Linked DNA regions of Mus musculus: region 2 is linked to region 1. Evidence: chromatin contacts called from public promoter capture Hi-C data. All regions are on one chromosome and are shown on one strand. The core of a region is the stretch at or near the end of the contact, and the rest is flanking DNA. Distances in the headings are between cores, read along the strand shown.

The links. Promoter capture Hi-C pulls out the DNA fragments that hold promoters and counts their contacts.
Region 2: a contact with region 1 is called in a promoter capture Hi-C map of neural stem cells. The contact joins the enhancer-like site here to the promoter of Thsd1 in region 1. A contact is called at or near these places in 10 of 39 promoter capture datasets (the 3T3-L1 cell line, the C10 cell line, the HPC-7 cell line and 6 more), 3 of 484 Hi-C or Micro-C datasets (bone marrow-derived macrophages and embryonic stem cells) and 2 of 9 other capture datasets (embryonic stem cells and liver).

The regions. Positions count from the first base shown.
Region 1 is chr8:22,224,971-22,230,199 of GRCm38.p6, reverse strand. It overlaps Thsd1 (thrombospondin, type I, domain 1), which reads right to left and starts at 2,897. Exons shown (of 5, transcript NM_019576.2): 1 at 2,771-2,897.
Region 2 is chr8:22,563,487-22,568,715 of GRCm38.p6, reverse strand. It overlaps Slc20a2 (solute carrier family 20, member 2), which reads right to left. Exons shown (of 11, transcript NM_011394.3): 9 at 4,502-4,687; 10 at 3,018-3,102; 11 at 1-469. The coding sequence ends at 296. Among named protein-coding and RNA genes, the nearest start is that of Vdac3, 28 kb to the left of the region's middle. Within about 2 kb of position 2,440, at least 75 of the 459 cell types and tissues checked have an H3K27ac peak or open chromatin away from gene starts, as enhancers often do. A contact at or near this core is called in liver and neural stem cells, where this site is marked.

The DNA.
Region 1 (5,229 bases), core at 1,648-4,147:
TAGAAAGACAGGGGCTGAGGGACATCAATGAATTGAGGCCTTCTAGATACAGCAGGGCTGGTACCCATGTGAACTCACAGAGATGGAGGATGTATCCACAGGTCCTGCACAAGTCTACATCAAATGGGATCTGAGAGCTGAGAGAAGTGGACATAGTCCCCATCCCTAACTCAGAAGCCATCTCCAACTGATAGCCACTTGCAAATGAAAATGTAGTTTTCTCCAAGGGAGTCTCACTGGGGAAACTAACCACGCTTAAGGGTAAGACCCTATGTCCAGCAGTAGATGGCCAACACAAAATGAACTCAGTGCTATCTTTGGAGGGTCTTTGTTTCATTATGCTAAGTCACGGCTCTTTTTATTTTTAGCCTTACAGTTCCTTTGCATATATATTGTGTTTCTTCTGGTTTTGAGTGTTGCTAGGACCCCTGTGAGTATGAATGTGAATGTGTGTGTCTCTTTGTCTCTGTGCATTTCTTGTTCTTTTTCTCTGGTTCTTTTTCCTGTTTGGTTATTTTGTTATATGTTGATTTGTTTTTCTTACATGTTATTTTATTATTATTCCTTAGTTGCCTGTTTTCTAATGAGAGACAGAAAGGGTGTAGTAGATCTGGATGGGAGGGGAGGTAGGGAGGAGGAACTGGGAGGAGCAGGGAAGAGGAAACTGTAATCAGGATACATTGTATGAGGGGAAAATATCTATTTTCAATAAAAGAAAAAATGTTTTTAATTTTTAACAAAATGAGAAACAAAACAAAACAATAGACACTCAGTATATTACAACTTTATGTGAACTCTATCTGGCCTTGCTTTTCTTGTTTGGGTAGTCTATGGAGAAAACAGACAAATAAAAATTACCTTCCCCTGTCAGCCTTCCAATGAGTGGTGCTGATATGCATCAGGGGATGGTTGATTCATGCAGCAATCTTCCCAGACCACGTAGGTGGGCAAGGGAAGACCTTACTGGCCTGAGGTTCATGGTGAATTGTAGGAAGGGATACTGTACCTGGATAGAAATACTAGAGTACTACAGAATAAGCCTTGGGTCGCTTAAAGGTAGTTTCTTTGTACTAGAATCTAGTAATCCAACTGCTCTATTAAGCATAACCAAAAAATATGCTTTCTTAATGCTTACTGTCCCTTGTTATTCATAGATAACAGTTTCTTTGTGGCCTCATGTGGGCCACGAAAGCTCTCTACCACTGAAGCGCATCTCTACCCGTGTATAACTTTGCAAACACAGACTCCATACCTTCTGATAGAAGACAGAATTAACAGAGTTAAGCAGGCAGATTGAAACAAGCCACCACTCAGTGGGAAGGAAGCTGGTGTGTCTCTATTAGCTTTTGTTCAGTAAGAGCTAGGAGAACAAAGGAAACTCTGCACTTCCTGAAAACGAAGGGGTGGGGGTTGCAGCTTAACTATGCAGATGATTGGCCTCCCTTCCTTTCCTCAGCGCATCAAAAAAGGAAATTCTGTTTTAGTGGAAGTCGCCTTGGATTTGATCTAATCATTACCTTGAATTTGGATGGGGAACACGACTTTAAGACTTCAGATGAAAGACTCAGAGGAAGCATCCCATGGTGGCCCCAGCATCTGTAGCTCCCCCCAAAATCTGAGGCAGGAGGATGGCTTAAGCCTAGGAGTCTGAGACCAGCCTAGACAACATAATAGGACACCACCTAGCAGCGGCCTCCGGAAAGGTGAACTCAGCTTTCTTGGATGGCTTGCTTCTCGGAGATAATATTCTTCTTAAAACTCTTTCTCATCACTGATTCTGTGATTGCATTTTCTTGCTTATGAAGATGGGTGGTTAAATACAGACCTGTGTGATGATCTGTACTTAGAGCTGGACAGAGATGGAATTATAGAACGCAGTCTACCTGAGCATTAGGGCATGCACTATGATGATGATTATAATAAGCCTCTAAAATGGGAGGGGGCACTACTGATTATTACCTTTTTTCACCACGTCCCCAATTCCCTGAGTAGTTGCTGAGTAAAATGTTTGGTGCTGAGAATCATTTTAAGAAAGTAGGAAAGTGGGAACATTTTCAAGATGTTTGAAATGCTTTGTATAGGGCTTGGGTGGTAGAGGACTTGCCTAGCATGTGAGAGACCCTGGGTTTGAACCTTTGGAGCTAAGAAAAACAGTAAAAGTCCCAGCCGAGAAAGTGGAGAAAAGTGTGTGTGGATATTCTCAATGGCTAACAGAATCACCCCCTCCCCCCCTTAAAGCCAAGCTTTTCAGAAAGCAGCTAAATGATTCATAGCCGACAACAAAGGAAAATTAATTTATATCCACAGGACATCGTTAAAGAATAAAAGGAGGAAAATAAAAGAATAGAAGGAGAAACAAAGTAATTTCACAAGCAAGGCTTCTGTGTATAGATCCAGGAATAATGTCTGTTAGGAGGCAATCTGGATCCCAGAGCTGCGCTTCTGAACAAGCTTTCTCTATCCCAACCATGGGGTGAGCTGTGCGTCCCCCGTGAAGCCCTGCTCTCCTACCAACTCACTTTCCAGAGGTGCTTCAAGTTCCCGGGTGCAAACCCAGTCCAGTGGTAGTCAGCATAAAACTTGTTACTGAGGTCATTGCTTATTGTTAGTATCCCAGAAAGAGACTTTTGGAAAGCCACAAACGTATGTCGCAACGTTGAGTTTCCAAAGGTTCCAATCTGAACTCCTGCCTTTGAGAGTCCCGTCATTCGGCCACGCCTGCGCCAGGTGCCCGCCCTGGTGGTGGGCCACCTGAGCTTCGGATCCTTACCTCGGGTCGGGTCTGTCTGGCACGGCGGAAGTGAGAGGGGAGCCTCAGCGGCCACAGGGTGACTGACCGAGCATCTCCCGTCCCGCAGCTGCACGCCCGCCCGGGTCCAGAGCTCCGGCACGCTCCCAGGCTGCCGGGACCACGCCCCGAGGCGGGCTCTCAGAGGGCGGGGGTCAAGCGCAAGAGGTCCGCCCCGCTCCCACTCCTGGGCAGCGCATCTTCCTTTCCTGCCCGCCCCTAGCTTGCCCTGTGGAGAGGAAACCTGCAGGAAACTCTGGGTCCAGAGGCCCTGCTAGGAGGTGTGGTCGCTGCTAGTGCAGCACGTATTTACACCCACAGTCCACTTCCCGCTGCAAAGACCCAGTGCTTTAAGAGAGAGCCAGCAGCCTTGCACTTAAACCATTCACTTCTCCCCCATGTCATTTTCTTTTGGAGGGTGATCACAAGAAGAGCCAAAAAGTGGTATGGGTAATTTCTAAACTTGCTCCCCCAAATGTCACTGGAGTTTGAAAGGAATATACTTCAGATAAAGCGCATTTTCCTTTCTCTTCCTCTGGAGCAAAACTTGGTTAATTAAACATTTTAAAAATAAACATTTAAAAAAGTCTATTCTACAAGTATTTTCTTTCTGAAAGAACCGGAGGCTACGTTTCACGTGGTTTAACAGCTGCACTTGCCATCCAGCGCTGTGCAGTGAGCTTTCTTTTGCGTGTAACAACCACTTAACAGACAAATTTAGTAATAGAAATCAGCATAGCCTCTAGATGGCCAGCACCCAGCAAGAGGTACCAGGAAACTCTCGAGGAGTGAAGCATGTTAGGACCGAGTTGTGTGGATTTACTGTGCATGTGTCAGACCCATGAGACTGGATGTGGGGCATGTGCCTGTAATCTCAGGAACTGGGGAAACAGGATTTCACATACCTGGTCAGCCTGGACTGTACAAACGAGAGCCTGTTCCTGGAGGCAGACTGTGGGCGAGGCACTACATACAGAGCAGCAGCGGAGCTCTTGCTTAGCAAGTTGGTGAGGGGGAGCCAATGGTTGGCTTGTAAATTTCGCCTCAAGTTTGGAGATTATGCCAGTTGCAGAAAGTTGATCTTAAAAGACAGCGCAGTCACTTAGATGCCATCAAAGGTCAAGTTTTTCTAGGGAGTAATCAACCAAGTGACCAAGGAAGTTCTCACTGCCGTCAATACGATCTGCTCTGTCATTCATCAGCTCAAGGTAGGATCCCTTTCAAATTCGTGCCTGCCATATGAACATCAGATAGTTCCTGGGACTATTGGTTTTGAAAACAAAAAACAAAATGCAATTTAAAAAAATCTCAATGGAAGCGCCTGTGTAGAGTTCAGCGGGTAAAGTCTTATGGTCGCACTTGGTGATTCCAGGTAGCCCTGAGTTGCCCAATCCCAGCTTTCCTCTGCAATAAAAGGAATATAGCAGTTAAAGTTTTGTGGGGAGTCAGTGAAACACAAAAGGCACCTTGCTCTGTATTAACCTTCCCAAGGACACTCTCACCAAAAAAAGGTCACTTTTTGGTTGTGAGACTTAAATCTTACATGCATTTTAAAAATAGCAGCCTTGTCTCCTGAGAGGCTCTGCAGTGCCTGACAAATACAGAGGTGGATGCTCACAACCATCCATTGGACGGAGCACGGGGTCCCCAATGAAGGAGCTAGAGAAAGTACCCAAGGAGCGGAAGGGGTCTGCAACCCTATAGGAAGAACAATATGAACTAACCAGTACCCTCCAGAGTTCTCTGGGACTAAACCACCAACCAAAGAAAACACATGGTTGGGACTCATGGCTCTAGCCGCATATGTAGCAGAGGATGGTCTAGTCGGTTATCAATGGGAGGAGAGGCCTTTGGTCCTGTGAAGGTTCTATACCCCAGTGTAGGGGAATGCCAGGGCCAGGAAGCGGGATTGGGTGGGTTGGTGAGCAGGGAGAGGGGGAAAGGGGTGGGGGTTTTCAGAGGGGAAACCAGGAAAGGGGATAACATTTGAAATGTTAAAAAAACAAAATGTAATAAAAAATCCTTTAAAAAATGTATCAGCCTTATTGAAATGTCTCATCATTTTAAATTATAGTTCATGAGAAACTGACTATCCTGGCTAGTTTTATGTCATCTTAACACAAGCTAGAGTCATCTGAAACCTCAATTAAAAAAAAATGCTTCCATAAAAATCACACTATAGGCAAGCCTATATAGCTCATTTCCTTAATTAGTGATTGATGGGCCCATTGTGGGTGGGGCTATCCCTAGGCTGATGGGTCTGGGTACTATGAAACAGCAGACTGAGCAAGCCAGTAAGCAGCACCCTCCGTGGCTTTGCATCAGCTCCTGCCTCCAGATTCCTGCTATGATTTACCTCAGTGATGGACTGTACTGAAATAAGCCCTTTTCTTCCCACACTGCTTTTGGTCATGGCAATAGAAACACCAACAAAGACCCTG
Region 2 (5,229 bases), core at 1,191-3,690, 340 kb before region 1:
TAGGCAATGCCTCTGCTTTCGTTCTTAGTTTGCTGGAGATAAATGCTACCTATTCTAGGTACACAATACACATCTACTGTAAGTAACCGCACCACATCATGCCATCACAGCATCAGCTCGATGTATGCTACTATGTACAGTAGGTAGGTTAATTCTGGAAGATGAGCTGTGGCCTGGGTAAGCAGGGCCGGCACGAAGCCATCTGGAAGGCGTGTGGAAGGGTGTGCATGTGTCAGGGAAAGCAAGGGTGGGAGGTGTGAGTATCTTAGCCACGTCAGAACATCCCTCCAGCCGTCTACCGACTGGAAGAAAAGAGACCACATATGTACATGAGGAGAGCCATGATAGCAGCACTGAAGAGTCCAGCCACGGGCACAGTCACGAACCAGGCAACAAAAATGTTCCGGAAGAGGCGCCAGTCCACAGCCTTCCGCGAGCGGATCCAGCCCACAGCTACCACGGAGCCCACCTGGAGGAGCAGAGACATGGCAGTAGGAGTAAGGTCTACTTTAAAGGACGACGCAGAGGAGAGGAGACTTTCACAAACACCGACTTTTAGTTGTTTAAGACATCATCAGCCTGTATCATGTGACCCGAGCCCCACATTTGTTTTCTATGGAGATCATTTTATAGTTTTCATAATTTATGCTCTCACCCTGGTTTCTCTCTGTAAAGTTCTGAGAACATTTCTGCCGGGCTGCGTTTGAGGACTGAAACTCTTCTCCAGTCGTGCAGCATAGCACGCTCCCTACCACATCTTCCTTTCTACCTGTCAGCAGATGCTTGAGTCTTTGCCAGATACGATCCTCCTTCAGTTTTTAAATAACTGGGTTCATATTTATTTACTGCACGCGGGTGTGTGCACGCCACAGCACATGTGTGGAGACCAGAGGACCACTTCAGTCCTAGCACTCAGGATGTCCGGCTTGGTGGCAAACACCTTTCCCCCATCGAAGCCACCTCGAGAGCCTTGTTTCCTACTAGAATTATTGTAAAATCACTGTGCCCCCCTGCAGCTATGCAGGTTCCGCGAGTGCTGCCCCCATTTGACACACTTTCTAATCAAGCTGGAGGTTTCTGTACTTTCATTTGGATGTGGGCAGTTTCTCTCTGTTAGTTGTCTGGCCTTGCTGCACACACCGTCCCACTGTGGTCCTGCGCGCAGGACCTGCTCATACCAACAGCTCTTCCTTGTACTACTTATTGTATCACGGAAACAGAATTGACTATGTGCTCAGTGCAGGCACCTTGGTAACAGTAACATACATATTTATTAAGGTCTTATACAAATTAGATATAAATATCTTAATAAAATATCCCTATTATGCTATAAATATCGAGCAAGTTATAATTCAAGGTGAAAAATTAAAGTTTGATTTTATTTTACTTTACTTAATAACTAATTAATTTTTTTGAGACAGGGGTCTCACTATGTAGCTCAGGCTGGCCTGGAACTTGCTGTGTAGCCCAGGTTGGCCTCACACTCAAGAGATTCTGCCCTCCCTCTGGTTCTTGAGCCCTAGTGCACCACCATGCCCGACTTGAGAGTTAAGTTTGAAAGTTAGTATATGCACCTATGTGCACATAATGGTTTTACTGTGACATTTCCACATAACACAGGGTCTTCATGTTCTCTGCTATCCTTTCACTGGCCTCCATATTCCTAATCAAGTCTCCTTCCAGAGAGGCTGGAATTGCTAGGCAGGAGTTCCTCTCCATGTGACTTATATTCCATTACTGTGGAGAAGATGGCTAATAGGTGACAACAGCTAGGGAAGCCGGGCAGGTGTGACTGTTTATGCCTACAAAATGGCGGAAAGTGGGCAGCTGAGATGGCCCGGTGGGTAAAGGTGCTCACCCACACAGCTGCCACCTAAGGCTGATGAGCTGAGTTCAACCCTGGGACCCACCCACATGGTGACCACCGCATGAATGTCGTGCGCACACACACACAGTGAATGAGTAAATGGGAAATTGAGAAGCTAGCTGCCTTTTCCTTGGCACAGAGTAAGCGTGGAGAACAGGGAGATGGCTATCCTCATAGGCCACCCTGTTTTTTGTTAAGTATTTCAGTGAACCCGTGCTTCTTTGGTAATTTGTATTCATTTTTTTGTGGCACTATTGGCTGAACTCAGGATCTCAGTTGTGCTAGGGACACACGCTATCATTATGAGCCGCCCAAGAACCTTTCATTATTTTAAAACCTCCCGACATTGGAGCAGTCCCCGTGGGTGAGCAGTGGGGGTGCCAGTCTCTGCTGGCCTTCCTCCTGTGTACGAGGGAGGGGAACAGCAGAGCACCATGCCAGCCCTGGGTGGGAATGCTTCTTAACCTCTCTCTGCCTCCATTCCCTCATCTGTGAGGCTGGGCAAGTGCTATCTCAACCGTCCTTGCAGTTTGTGAGTGGGTCAACGTCCCGTTGCACTTCCAGCGGTGCCCAGTGGGGGTCGCCTCATACATCAGAGTCAGGTTGGTTGGTATGGTGATGTCTACTGATTGATTACAATTAGGAGGACCCTGTGAACAACTGGACATAATACACCATACCAGCATCAGGAGCTACCTCCTGACCCTCATTTGGAATAGACTCTAAGGCACAAGAGTCAGCCTAAGCGTCATGTGAGGGGAGAACCAGAAGCAGCCACATCTTATAATTGCTCTGAAATAATTTTTGTTTCCTTCTGTTTCTGTCCTGCTCTGAGGTCAGTTCTGCGCAGTGGCAGGAACCGGAGGGCACATCCCATGGGAACCTGCAGTCAGGCTCAGTGCACACACGACTTCAAGGGGAACTTGCAGGTGGGCACAGTGAGGGCACAGGCGAGTGGAAGCTCTCACTGGTGCTGAGGAGGCACAGCCTCAGCACCAGGTGCCTTGCTGGGGACCGGGAAGGATTAGAGGCGGGTGCTAGGGAAACAAACAGGCCTGGCTGTCCCACACCAACCACACGGTGTAGCTGCTTCTTTTCAGACCGACCTGCCACCCCTCAGAATGGCAGTCTCTGGCTGGCAGGGGCCTACCTTGCAGTGCGTGGTGCTGACAGGAAGCCCGATGTTGGAGGCAATCACCACGGTGAAGGCAGAGGCCAGCTCAATAGTGAAGCCACTGTGTGGGGGGGACAGGAAGACAACGTCACAGGAGCTCTTTGTGTGGCCTTGCCGACACCCCGTGGCTGCAGAAGTCTTGCCAGAACATTCTGTAAGCTGGTTGTGGACGGCTGCCTGAGCCAGATGACCATTAGGAGAACAAGACTCTGTTGCTCGCAGCAGGGCAGCGGGCTGTGCAGCTGACGCCCATGACCTTGTTTTCCTAGCATGTTTTCCAACCTGAAGTGTGCAACTGGGTCAGAAATTCCTGCTGTGCAGTAAGATGATAAATTACTCATTTCTACTGGGGCAAAGGAAAGACTAGGTGCTTGTTTTAAACAACGTGTGAACGTATTACAAAAAAGCAATCTTCAGATGACCAATTTAGCAATCTTCAGATAACAAATTTTTTTCAATCTAGTCTTCTAAAATAACCTTTTGTTAGGATGGATCTTAAGGATGGGGAACTGAAAATTGGAAACCAAAGGGAACAGAAATCCCTAAAATAAGTTTAAAAAAGAAACACGGAGAAAAAAAGATTTCCTACAACAGATAGTTCTGAAGTTTAGTTGTATTCTGTCAGCTGAGATCTGCTAGCTAACCTTGAGCCACACAGCCACAGGCTGCTCCACAGGATGACTAACATGACATCTCAGATGTGCATGCCCTGTCCTAAGGACCCTGGAGGATGGCAGGTCTCAGGGCTTGACTATCTGGGGTTAGGCAGGGGCCACGTTTTGGAGTTTGTGCCCCCAAAGGCCCGTATGTCAAAGTGTGGTCCATGGGATGTTGTGAGACTCTTTGGGAAGTGATATAATCTTTAGGTGGGGGTGTCTGGGTCACTGGGGCATATCCTTGAGGGGTGTAGGACTCTGGCCTTTCCTTTGTTTGCTTTTGCTTGCTGGCTATGAGGTGGATTTTGTTTTGTTTGTCTTGTTTTTCCTATGACCCAGGTTGCAGAAGGAGGACAAACTGAAACGGACCTGTGAAAGCACGAACCACAAGGACCTGTCCTATTCAGAACTGCATACCTTGGGTGTTTTGTATTGGCACAGAAAGCCAACAAGAGTAGGAGAGTGGATGTGGCTAGGGAGTTTGGAACAGGCCGGCCCCAGGCTCTAGTTTGCGCCTGTGTCACACTGCATTAGAATGACTGCGGATAGACTGGGAACTACAGCAGCCCCCTAGTTTGCCTTCCCGCTTGCTCCGTCAGGGTAGATGGCCTGGCCAAGGGGAGATAGGATGGGGAAGAAGCTTGCTGGTGGGGAATGAGGCCGGGAGGAATCCCTCTGCGCTTTCTCACATGACCATCGGCTTCGTGAGAGGAGCAGGAGGAAGATCTGATAGGCTGACTTCTGCAGTAAGGCCCACCTCTCTCCTAAGCACGGCCTCCTGAGGCCTCACCTGGGCCTCCTCACCTGGACGGTGTGATGGGCGTGAGGTCCTTCCCCATGGTCTGGATCACTCTTCTGCCCCAAACCCAGAGACCTGTGCAAATGCCAACTCCTCCGTAAAACAGCAGCCAGACTGGAGTAGCAGCTTCTTGTGTAACTCCGCCTTGTTGATATATCAGCCACAAAGCCACAAGGGGACCAATAGCATTGCTGGGGAAAAAAAAAAAAAAAGTTAACTATATATAGGCACAACAGTATACACAATATATAGTGACTTCTCAGTTTTTAAAATTAGCTAATCGTATTGTATTTGTAGCTTATGTAATCTACGGTGATAAATGACATTAAGTGAATATAAACAGCACTCCAGAAGACTGGCCATCTTACCATCTTAGGCAGAGTTAGGCAGGGTTCAGTACAATTACATGGTTCTGAAAAGGTACTTGAAAAAAAAACCACTCAGAGTAAATCTGAGCACCGAGTTCTTTCTCTCTTATCTTTCCCTCAAATCCCTTTCCATGTCCACTGCCATCTCAGCTCCTGACTCTAGCTGCTAGCTGGAGAGACAAGTCAGTCCTCACACTGTGCGGTGATGGCCACCACTGATGGCACATTCTTACAACTGCCCTGGAAGCCGGGCACCGTCCACGGTGCTCCTGCGGACACTGTTTAGACCATCGTGTGCTCCCCCACCCCATACCCCCGACACTGCTGCTTCCCAGGCCTCTCGAGGTCTGGCCAGAGCTTTGACA